2 separate regions of the Danio rerio genome follow, and region 2 is linked to region 1. A link is a contact called in public Hi-C data. All regions are on one chromosome and are shown on one strand. The core of a region is the stretch at or near the end of the contact, and the rest is flanking DNA. Distances in the headings are between cores, read along the strand shown. Region 1 holds the start of tmub1 (transmembrane and ubiquitin-like domain containing 1). Region 2 holds the start of tmem53 (transmembrane protein 53).

The links. A called contact is a pair of places that touch in the nucleus more often than the background predicts.
Region 2: a contact with region 1 is called in a Hi-C map of hematopoietic stem cells, with 3 times the contacts expected there. The contact joins the promoter of tmem53 here to the promoter of tmub1 in region 1. A contact is called at or near these places in 3 of 18 Hi-C or Micro-C datasets (caudal fin, hematopoietic stem cells and an unstated tissue).

Annotation. Positions count from the first base shown.
Region 1 is chr2:35,542,793-35,548,922 of GRCz12tu, reverse strand. It overlaps tmub1 (transmembrane and ubiquitin-like domain containing 1), which reads left to right and starts at 3,273. Exons shown (of 3, transcript NM_213298.2): 1 at 3,273-3,375.
Region 2 is chr2:35,815,042-35,821,171 of GRCz12tu, reverse strand. tmem53 (transmembrane protein 53) reads right to left here and starts at 3,414. Exons shown (of 3, transcript NM_001002637.1): 1 at 3,213-3,414; 2 at 2,932-3,035; 3 at 1-419. The coding sequence starts at 3,267. It overlaps opn4.1 (opsin 4.1), which reads right to left. Exons shown (of 1, transcript NM_178289.3): 1 at 3,730-6,130. The coding sequence ends at 5,302. It also overlaps a transcript of pxdc1a not described here.

The DNA.
Region 1 (6,130 bases), core at 2,024-4,523:
ATGTGAGCTGTGTGGAGAAGGTTGGAATTGAGGATTATTATATGCAGGAATGGGTTGTGATTATACATTTTATTTTCTCAAAGTGATTGACAGCTTTGGGGTCATGTAACGGGGAAAGCAATGCACAAAGTTGACTGCAGGATAGTTAAATAATGTTTTCATCTCTCTTGTTTGGAGAATGTTGCATTTTTAGATTGTGCCTTTAGAATATGGATGTTGAGAGAAATTACAAGCTGAAAGCTTTTTATGAAAACACGACTGAAATTTATCTGCGATTTAAAGATTTAAATAGTTTCATCATTTGAAAAAGACTTAATCAATGGAATCCAGATGGATTTGTCACATTCTTGTTTTGTCAGGCAGCGATCTAGTGTGATGTTTATATAATATCATAGTTTCTTTTAATAAGTAAGTTTTGAATAGGATGTTTCGACTAAAGCCATGGAAGTTTGCTAAATCAAGGCCTTGCTTACATCTGCATAAAATGAGATGCTCTATATGAAATGCATAAAGATCCTAAATCAGATCTTCTTAAGATGGATGATGTATTTTGTGCAAGTCAACCATATTCCACTTTCTCTGTGTGCATTTGCTTGGCTCTTTCTTTAGAGGGAAAGGTAATTTATTATGGGAAATGTATGTAAGGGGACTGTGTGAGTGAATGACTGCGTGTTGGGTAACAGGTGGGGAAATGGATTGAAATGTCTGTTTATATATACATATTGAAATGTCTATATAAGAAAAAGATTATTAAAAAGGAAAAAGCAGAAAATCTAAATGGTCTTATTTGTTTTTTTTTTATTATTTTAAAGAAAGAACAAAATGCTTACAGAACCTTTAAGATGTCACGGAACCCCAAATATGATCATACGCATGCAAGGGACACCCATCCTAAAATGAAAAATTATTATTTATTTTAGAAATATAGAGTTTCTTGTATAAATACCCAATTTACAATGTGTGAAATTAATATTATTTGTATTATAATTTATAATTAGTATTATTGTATAACTTAAAGTTAGATTTTTTTGATTAATGAAATTATTTATTCATAATTTGTTTTTGATTATTTATGATGATTCTCCAAACATTTTACGAAAGTTGTCTTTAAACTATTGAACAACACTCATTCTTTCCTTAGGACAGTTTTAAAATTAAAATACAATTATATATTAATTATATAAAATTAACAATAATATAATATAATATAATATAATATAATAAAACAGCCTTTTTTTAGATAATTGGCTTGAAAATAAATTCTGCAAGGAGATTAATGTCATCCTCTCCAACATTATGCATTCAGCTTGTTTTACACTGTCTTATCAGGTGTTGTTGGCAGCTCTGACTTCATCTTATAGTGTTCGACACATCCGAGCATCTGTGTGTGAAGGACAGACAGTGAAAATGACATCCTCAGGCGAAGGTGTTGCACAAAACAAGCAATAACTACATAAAGAGCAATGCATGTTCATCTGGTCTGAAAACCGCAGAAACAGCTTTGGCACAGCACTGTGGAGAACTTACTCAACATTTAACATGTCAACAACTTACTTGATCTTCACCCAAACATCACAATTCTGTATTATTTACTTCAGTACACAAAGAGTGCATCTCAGTCAGCATTCTGGATCATGAGGTTGTTGATCAGCCAATATCGTGTACAAAAATATGATCACTGGTAAGGACCCTGTAAAAATTAAATAAGGTTTGTGGTAAATAATAATTAGGGGATTTTGTTTTTCATATGAAAATGTTGGTTTTACTGAAAGAAAAAAGTAGACTTTAACCATGGTAAAATAATACAAATAGTCGTGGTTTTGCAACACTAATAATAGTTTAAACCTTTTTTGTAGCAAAACTGGTTCTTTTTTTATTTATTTTTTTATTAAAAAGGGGAATACAGAATTATACATAAAACAGTATACAAGGGAATTAACAACAAAATGAAACGGGTACATTAAATATTATTTTCAGCAGTCGGAATGTCTTGAAAGCATTGGAATTACTCTGTATAGAAGTCAGGGAATCATAAAAAATGTTTAGATCAATGAAAAATAGTTTACAGTTTGGTACAGTGAGCATACATTTTGTTTTGTGGATGTGTTACTTTCCTAATTAAATAAGATTTTTTATTATTTTGTTCATTTACAATAATCCAGAGTTGCAATCCATAAATTCTTTCTCATGGTGCCACCTCGCACTTGATTAAGCACAAAGATTGTTTGATATTTTAGCTCCTCGGCTAATAAACTATGGAACTCGCTTTCCCTGGATCTAAGGAGCCGTGATAGTTTACACACTTTTAAATCTTAAGATCCATCTTTTTAAGCAGGCTTTCCTTTGACTATCTTTTATCCTGTTATTTTATACTCATGATGTGTTTGTACCTGCAACTCTGTACATACATTTAAAATTTTGTTTGGCAATGTTTTTGTGTATTAATTTGTTCTGTTATGGCTGTAGATGCTTGCTGTAAGGCGCCATTTACAAATAAAATTAATTATTATGACTATCACGGTATTATGCAGCCATTTTTTTCAGTTATATCAATAAATTTTTAATACGCTTCAAAAATTAATAAGCAAACTTGGGACCAAAGCCATTTTGTGTAACTGCAATTGAAAAATAAAGGGAGAAATGTTTCCGGCTCCATTTTACAAAAACAACACAAGAGTGAAAAACCTTCCTTAAACTTACTAATAAAATTATTGCATGAATAATAACCATGTAATATGTAAGTATGTAAAATTTACCTATGTTAAAATAAGTTTCTTTTACTTTATTGGGAATGATGTATTTTTTATAATCTGACCAGTTTTTTGGGGGTGAGGGATGAAGGGAAAGCTTGTTTATCTGCAGTTAGGATTGTCCTAATATAATTGTCATTAAATGTTTTATCCATGATAGAAAGACCCTCTGTGGTTATGATAATCAGTCTAACAAAAACGAATGACAAAACCATGGTTAATTTTCCTAGGGGTATACAAAGTATACACCCTAAACATACTTCTCAAAATTTGTGTTTTTGATATGAACGTGTAGAATGAAATCTCTGTCATATTATGTCTCTGAACTATGCCTTTTGGTACTTTCTACGTACAAAATTATATTGGTCAGTTTATGTGTACTTAATATCAGTATAAACCAATGAGAAATTAAAAGGTAAAGTCGAATAACATTGTCTACATCATTATCAGTTGACAAATGATTTGTGCCAAAAAAAAAAAAACTCTAAACCTTTATTATGAAGGGAGAATTTTTTTTTAAACCGGAAGTCGCCGTTGTGGCATCGTTCTCTCCTGCCAGTGATCAGGAAGCGCAGACGTTAAACGGTGCGAATCATGGACCATCATACGATGTGAAATGTCAACGGTAAGCCATTTTTGGAGTCGTATAGAGTTTCTTTAAACAGCTTTAACTCCACTTGTTTTGAGGACTCATTCACACGAGGAAAGCAGCTGTTCAGCTCGTGTTGGCGGCTCTTTAGCTTGTTTCGCAGCTCTAGCGATACGCGAGCGCTCACCTGCTTTACCTTCAGACAGAGCGTCACTTACAAACACACACACACTTCATGCTGTTGAGCACAAAACTGATGGCAGAAGACACGAGAGAGTGTCTTTTTTGTTAATAATAGTTACTTTAAACTTTTCTCTGTATGTGCTAGAAACGTGGCTGTTGACATCTGTTTGATTACCTTAACATTTACGTTTGTCGATTGAGACGTGTAAATTCACCTGTCATTCTCGTGTGCGAGCACGCTTGTGTATTTTAACATGGTTAACTGAAAGAGTGTGACTTTTAAACGCTCAGTTCACTCGGTAATGTGAAGTGTTACCCTTTTCTCATGATTGAGGCAAAGTTGGCTGTAGTGACATCTTGTGACCTGCTCCCTATATCATTTACCATGGTATTTTGATTATTGGGTCTGAAATCACATGCAGGTATAACTTCACAACAGCAGTAGCACTATTTATTTGACTGTGTGAACAATGCTGTACTTTGATAGTCATTGTCTGCTTGTATGATTTCTCAATTTTTATTTGTAAAGAACACGTTTCTGAAGTTATATTATTAATTAAAAAGTCAGAATGTGGGAATATAAAACCAACTTTACCTCAATTTTCCCATTTAGAGTCATGACTTTTTCTGAGGAACAGGAAAATAAAAATTTGTCAGAATGAAAACTCTTTATTGCACTTGCATGGGATGAGATGCTACGAGAGTGGAAACTGATGGAGAATGTCAGACCAAGGTGTAGTTCACCTCAAATGTTTAATTTTCTCTCAAAGGGTGCCTATTTTAAGCCTTTTTTAGATCTAAAATACGTCTTTTGTGTCTCCAGAATGTGTCCGTACAGTTTCAGCTCAAAACACTCATTAGATTATTTATTATAGCTTTCAGAATATAATAATTTTATGCTCTGAACACATAACAAAATGTTGCCTTTAATGCTAGTTCTCCTTGCCCACCGTTCCCACGTGCCTGTCAGAGTGTGCCTCAATCTTCGACTCAGCTGCGTCAGATAAACAGCACAGTGACAGACATGAAGCAGATCTCCTGTAATGTTTGTGAGAAATACTACAATAAGAACTTTCCCAATGATTATTTGATGTATTTGTTGTGGAGTTAACTGAAGCCTTTCGGTGAGTCACATGCACAGCGGACACATTTGCATTTAACTTTGCACTGTTTTTGCACGCAAATGTGACAGGATACACATTAATATACACTGCTGTATGAATATCTGTTATGTTAATGTACAAAATAAACCTTATAATTGTGCTGACATGCGGCTGTGGTGATAAAGACGGTAAAATCACTGTAATTCTTTACAAGCATGCACCGTTTAAAAACGTTTTAAACTTGTAAAACTCATTCACATTTAATGACGATTGATGATCACAGCGTGCAACATTGGTAATCAACATTTATGTGTACAAACTTTTTGAACGCAATAATTAGTTTGACAGCATCAATAAAGATTATAAAAAGGCCTAGCTATGAGTATAAATATGTTAGTGTTCTATAAAAATCAGATACAAACACCACCACAACTTGTACAAAATCTAGGAGAATATAAATAACGTACCCTGCCATGTAATCGCTGTAATGAAAATTTTGTCTTGTTTTGCGATAATCCAAGTCTTTACTAGCATTTTGGTGGATTAAACAACCGTAACGTGAACTTCTATATGCACAGCAGTTGTGAATGTTTGTTGATAGTAAGTTCATCGTACAAAAAGAAATGCAATTCTTGCGACAAAGCTGTTATTATTGTGGAGAACTTTTTCCCCCTTACAAAAATAAACAAATGATAATGTTGACTGTGTCAATGCTTTTGAATGCTTTCAACTGATATTTAGTGACGTCTGGAAGATTTCCGCTTGTGGAGAAAACGTTAGTAATTGAAAACAAATATGTTATTGAACCACTTAGTAAAGTGTATAATGTGTACAACCTTTTGTTAATGAATGCTACTGATTATTTAAGCACAGTAAACTGATAAACTTTAATAAATACTGTACCGTTAGTGAAACTGTTTTGTGATGGCTTATATTTATAGAAACTGAATCCTATTGAACAATTTGTTTATTACTACAGTAGTGTCATACCAAAGCAACAATGTAACTACTATGACAATTTAATTCAAGTGATTATCAATAGTATGCTTCCAAGCGCAGTATTTACTGTAGTATTTTTTCATGTAATGTAATATGTACCGCCTCTGACAGGCAAATATATTTTAGTTTATTAGAAAACTTGGCGTTCGTCATGATATAAGGATATGCCCAACATATGTGGTTATTTTCTGTTTATAAATCCTTTAAAATATGGTATAAATCGCAAAAATATGGACTTTCCTCTCTATATCCCATTTAGTTTTTTACTTTCTGCCCTCCATCTGAATTTTGCGCGTCAACAGAACCACTTGATTGAAGATAACCTATTTTTTCATTCCACCGATAAAGGGAATGTCAGAGATTTGAAATGTATTCAGATGAACAGATAAACTCTCTCTGCTTCTGAGAATGTTCTAAGTCCTGGACTGCATGCATAATGATGAGAGCAGCTGTCATCACGCAGCATGAGATATGGTCTGAAACATGCTGACGTCCACAGTTAAAGA
Region 2 (6,130 bases), core at 2,165-4,664, 270 kb before region 1:
TGGTTCCTGTGAAAATACTTGGTCAAGGGATACAAAACAATCCTGAGGAGGAAAACCGCAACAGCAAACAGTGCCAGGAGGAAGTACTGCAGTAGCACGTTCACTTTGGGCCCTAAAGTGGTTTTGAGTGCTCTGAGGGCCCCTACGACGTTTTGGCTGCCCGGAGCACTGTCCACAACTGTGCCCACCACACACAGAGTGCTGAACTGCTTGTGACTGTGCAGCAACTCAACCATGTAGCGGTAAAGCATGAAGCCCCCGTTGCTGAACACATGGAAGAAGATCGGGTTGTTTTCCACCTCGTAGTCATACAGAAGTTCGAGTAGTTTGTGTGCAGTGCTTCTTAGCTCCTTGTAGCCCAATGATTCTGAAATAAAAACCGTCTTTAAAGGAGCCGTGTAGCGTAGAGTCGTACAACCCTGTGGAGAAATGATAAGATGTTATAATCATATTACAAACTTTGACCTTGACGGGATTGACTTCTTTTATAACATACAGGGTATATGCACAGCTAGTGTTTCTTCCCCTACTAATAAACTTCCGGTGAACGGTTAATGTGACTTTTTTCAATTTTATACAGTTCCTTTTACAGCCCCAACATTGTAATTTAAGTGAAGTGTATTTATAAACTAATTTCGAGCAGATCACGTGCTTATGATTGAACATAGCTGGTAAAGCATGCGCTGACACACGTTGCACCAATCAGATGATTCCTAACTCACTATAAATAACCAGAGTTAATACCCCCCTCCCCCCTCCATCCCTACTCTTCCTCCTTTTTCCTAGATAGGGCAGCAAGGTGCCCCATTGGTTAGCACTGTTGCCTCACAGCAAGAAAGTCACTGGTTCAAGTCCTTACCAGACCAGTCAACATTATTGTGCAAAGTCTACATGCTTGCGTGGGTTTACCCAGTTTCCTCCCACCATCAGCTAATTGTGAATTAAAATATAATCAGTTAAATAGTCTTAAGCATATAAGTGTAAAACAAGATGAAAATTTGTTTGCGCCATTAGGTTCAGCAGGCTAGCACAAATCTAGAGGTTATCTAACAAAACAACTTACGATAACGGTCCAAAAACTAGTACACCCAAATGTATGCTATAGAAAAATATTCAATACAAATAAAAAAAGGAAAAATCAAGAGAAGCAAAACAATTTAAATATTTTGTTGAAATTTTGTAGGTTGCAAATTTTTAGCAATATTTTGCTTGAATTTAATTGTATCGTCTTTCAATTTCTAAATATGTTTTGTGACTAAAAAGTTAATTTAATAAATATATCTGTTTAATAAATCTGTTTTGTTAAATGCACTAAAATACATTCCCTATATTCACTGAGAAATGGATTCAAATATTCATTTTCAAAATGGGGTGCACTTTATTATGCTGAGCACTGCATGTTTTAAAGACATGTCGAGAAAATAATTTAATGCAGTGCTTTTTGTACATTCTGAAACCCACTTTCTATTGTACATCAATCAGGCAGTAAAGATCATTGGTTTTTAAAAAAAACAGACCTTAAACGTGGCGATTTTGTAAGGGCATAGAGTTCACCGGAAACGGTATAACTTGGTTACTGAAATTAAGTCTTTCTGCATATACCCTATTGTATCTATTAAGAATGGAAGGCAGGGAGAAGAAGTGTATTTGCATTTAAAGAGATATGATTTTGATTATGGTATTATAGAAAATATGTGTGAGGTATTTTGAGCTGAAACTTAACAGGCATATTTTGCACACTTGTGAAACGTATATAACTTTTTCTACATCATAAAACAAAATAAAAAAATGGTGGGTTTAAAATAAACAAGAGGCTGATTGGCGGTCAATGTTTTTAACATTCATTATTAGATTTTAAAAAAAAGTTCCTAAAGTGATATAATTCCTTTGAGTCATCGGGTCATCATTACAGCAGTTATAGTGGGGTGTACTTTCCTACTACTGTCCTAGTTGTTAAAAGAGTGAAACATTTAATTACAATTATCATTGCATAAAACTTTTTTAAACAGCAAGTCAGTCCAAGGTACTCGATAAATGTGGAAAAAATGTTAAAAGCCTTTATTGACATGAATAGCTTTTAAAAAAAAATTCCCCACATTTTTCGAGTGCCTTGGACTTTGGTGTTTATTTTATTGAAAACCTTACCCAAAAAGCACCGACACATTATTTAAGCTACCCATGAGCACTTATTGTTAAACGTTTTGACATCACAGTTCTAATAAAGCTTTCTCAGTTATAATTTAATACTTTGCAAAGTTATAAAACATTAGAAAGATGAAACTTGCTTACAAGTAAAAGCAAAGAAGCAAAAAGTTTTTTTTCACTGCAATTACACCTTTTAGTAGAAAGTTTTTCAAAGAATCCTATTTTTGTAACTGAGGCAAAGTTGGTTTTATATTACCATATTCGTTCATTTAACGGATTCCCTATATTGTTTATCAAGTTAATTTGAATAATGGGTCTGAAATTGCATGCAAGTATGACTTCAAAACAACATTAGCACTATTTAATTGACTGTGAACAATGTTGTACTCTGATGGTCACTGGCTGATAATAGGATTTCCTTATTTAGAATTTTCAGATAATACTTAACTGAAATATTATTAAGAAGAAATTCTGAATGTGCGAATATAAAAAAACTACTTTACCTTAATATTTTAGTAGACTGAAGAAAATTTTCATAATCTAAAAAACCTTTACATTTTGTGGAATGAAAATGTTTTTCATCGAGTCATTTGTCAATATGCCTTTATTTTTTAAAAACAGTGTATGAGATAGATAGATAGATAGATAGATAGATAGATAGATAGATAATGCGTTTAAGAGTCAGTTTACTTTCTCTTTCAAGGGTAGAGGTTCAAAATGATCGATAACTGAAAAGAAAAACACTAACATATTTATATTTTGAAAAATTTTAATAAACTATTTCACCTGTTCGTTGTAAATAGAGCTGTATTTGGCGAGGTGCTTGTCTCTGCTGCCCGCCCAGCCCAGCAGAATAACGACTGGCTCCTTCGATCCACGCCAGTGTTTCTCTGTCAAGACATGAATAATGTGTCCAAACAACATGAATCCACTGATAATCACACCAAAAGTATTGTTACAGCTCTCCAATATAGCGACTTCAGTTCTACCAAGGTTATAATCATCGATTGCAGGCTTCCATGCATTTACTGTCAAACAAGATAAACCAGTGCTGCTGTCATTCTCACCTGAGATCAGTGCCTCTGAAAAAACTATGTTGTAGTCTAAGTCATCATCCCCCATATTGGCAATTATTTCCACAATCGTCTGTCTGCCATTAATAATTCACTTCAAATGAGTGTCGTGTTTCACTCTGGTTGCGCTGCTGAGAGGACAGACACACACAGCACACACGATAATACTGCACGAATGAACAAGACAACATCAGCGTCTCATTGTTACATACAACATCCGGGTCACGATTTACAAGTGACAGACGAATTCAAAATAAAAGTCAATCAAAGGCGCCTTCAACAATAGATTTACTAAAAGTTGATCATGCAAGAAATGAAATAATATTTAACATTTCTGCGACAATATCTATGAAATGTTATTTTTTTATAATGGAATGAAGCTCATACATTTTAAATGTGCTTTTGTCAGTATAGAAATATGTACAAAGAAAGACAGTAAGAAATTAAACAATTAATGTGAAAACGGAACATTATGAAAAACATCAGAAATGAAGCAAGGTTACTCATGATATATTTGTGTGCTGTTTTATTTAAATAAATATTATGTCAAACATTTACATACATTAATCAAACTATTGAAATACAAACAAGAATTTTTAAATATTTGAAATACATCTAGATTATTCCGATTTTATTGCATAGAAACAAATAAACAAATTTATACATTTGATGAAAGAAAAATCCTACACTAATTGAAAAAAAACTACCAAGTTACAAGATAAGCCCAGGTCAAATCACACATTTTTTTATTAATCAGGGGTCACCACAGCGGAATGAACCGCCAAATTATCCAGCATATGTTTTACGCAACGGATGCCCTTCCAGCTGCAACCAATCACTGGGAAACACCCATACACTCTCATTCACACACATATACACTACAGGAGGAACATGCAAACTCCACACAGAAATGCCAACTGACCCAGCGGGTGCTTAAACCAGTAACCATCTTGCTGTGAGGCGATTGTGCTACCCACTGCGCCACCGTGACACCCCATTAGCAAATATGTGATACAATCACAGTAAAGCCTTCATTAAATCCTTATTTTCCTCAGAGTGAAACAAATCATCCACCCGTATAGTTGAGTAGTGGAGAGCACAAACAAAAATATAATTTGTATATTTTTCTTGAAAAAAAAATCTTTTTGAAACTAATTTCGTTTGCTATAATTTTAATGTTTTTAATAATCTTTTGTCGGTCAGTTATCTATAAACAAGAATAACAAATGACATCTGAGGTGAAGCGCTTCAAAACATGAATTGCCGTGATATTGTGTTGGTTTGTTAAATAAAATAATAATCTAGCCTAAATAAAATTAAAGTGAAATATTCACAGTTTTAGAGAAACCTATATTAAACTGTTTTCACTGTTAATGACAAATTTGAATAAGCAGGAAATGCTTTTACAATGTATTCGCAGATAAACATGTTTCCAGATTACCTCGGAAGAACAAAGTTTGTTGGAAGGATGAGAGAACTCAGAAACTCGTTGTGAGAATGAAGAAGTCTGCATAATTGTGCCAGTTTGTCAGATAAAATTGCTTAAAACACCTTAATATTTTAGAAAAGGTAGTTAACGTTTGCATAACCAATAACGATTGATCTTATCCACCCGTGACCCACTCATAAGTAAATATGCAGTCTATTTTTTGATTACCTTATCGGCGCATTAACGGCAGCACCCACTGATATAAACAAGAAATGATGTGGTCTTATTGCAGTGTCATCTACGTGACAGAACTCGTCATAAAGAATGAGAAAAAATTAAACATGCTAGACTTTCTGTGTTGTAAGGCGTTGCAGGCATGTATCAGTTGTCGTGAACTATGCAACATTACGCAAGAGAAACGGTTAAATCTTGAGTCACAACGCCTATTTGTCATTTAGAATCCCCACGAGACCCTACATCAAGGAAGTCGCAACAATTTTGTGTGATCTGACCAGGGCTTTACTTACAACGTGCAGAGTGAAGAAAAATATAAGATTATATATTCAGAATCAAAAATAATAGTACTACTATTAATAGTACTACTGTTTCTACTACTAAGGAAATTAGAATCAAACGAAGTGCAGTATCATTTCTTTAGTTCCCTCCAAGCAAAGCCTTCCCATCAGACAGAGATTCCCCGTCTGCTGCATCCGTTTCAAAAGTAATAGACGGCACTGGTACACTTATAACTTTGTGTGCCCTCTCAGATTTCTGCCCACTAGCATTGCTAACACTTGATCCAGATGAGAGAATGACAGTATCTGTAGAGATTTCTGTGGAAACACGACGACCGAAGGTCAGGGAACTGACACTGGAACCATCGGCCTCACTCTCAGTCCAGCAAGAATCACTATCAGAGGCAGAAGACAATCGCGTCTTCCCCCAGCGGCCATTAGCTCGTGCAGCATTGCCCATGCTAACCCCCAAAGAGCACTGACTGGTGAGGGTTGGACGACGAGAACTAACACTGCCAGAGCTAAAAGAGGAACGAAGGTCCTTCTCTTTCACACGCAAGATGGGACGAAGTACCGGAATGTAACGGGCGATAGCCACACGATACTTTGGATGCGTAATGGCGTAGATGATTGGATTATGGATGGCTGAAGCCTTGGCAATCACAGCAGGTACTGAATTCATATAGGGAGTCAGGAAATGGGAATAACCAGCCGTAGCGGTGAGAGCCACCACAGAATAGGGCGACCAGGATATAATAAAAAGCACAATGACTACAAGAGCGACTTTCGCCATCTTCCATTCGTTCTGCATGCGTTCATACACCTTGTGCGTTTCCCCGCAATCCAGCTCTCGAATTTCCTTCCCCGCTGCTCGGATTGTTTGAAAAATTGCGAAGTAGCAGCTGCCTATAATGCCTAGTGGGATGAAGAATACAAAAACAAAGAGGAGGATGGTGTACGCACGCACT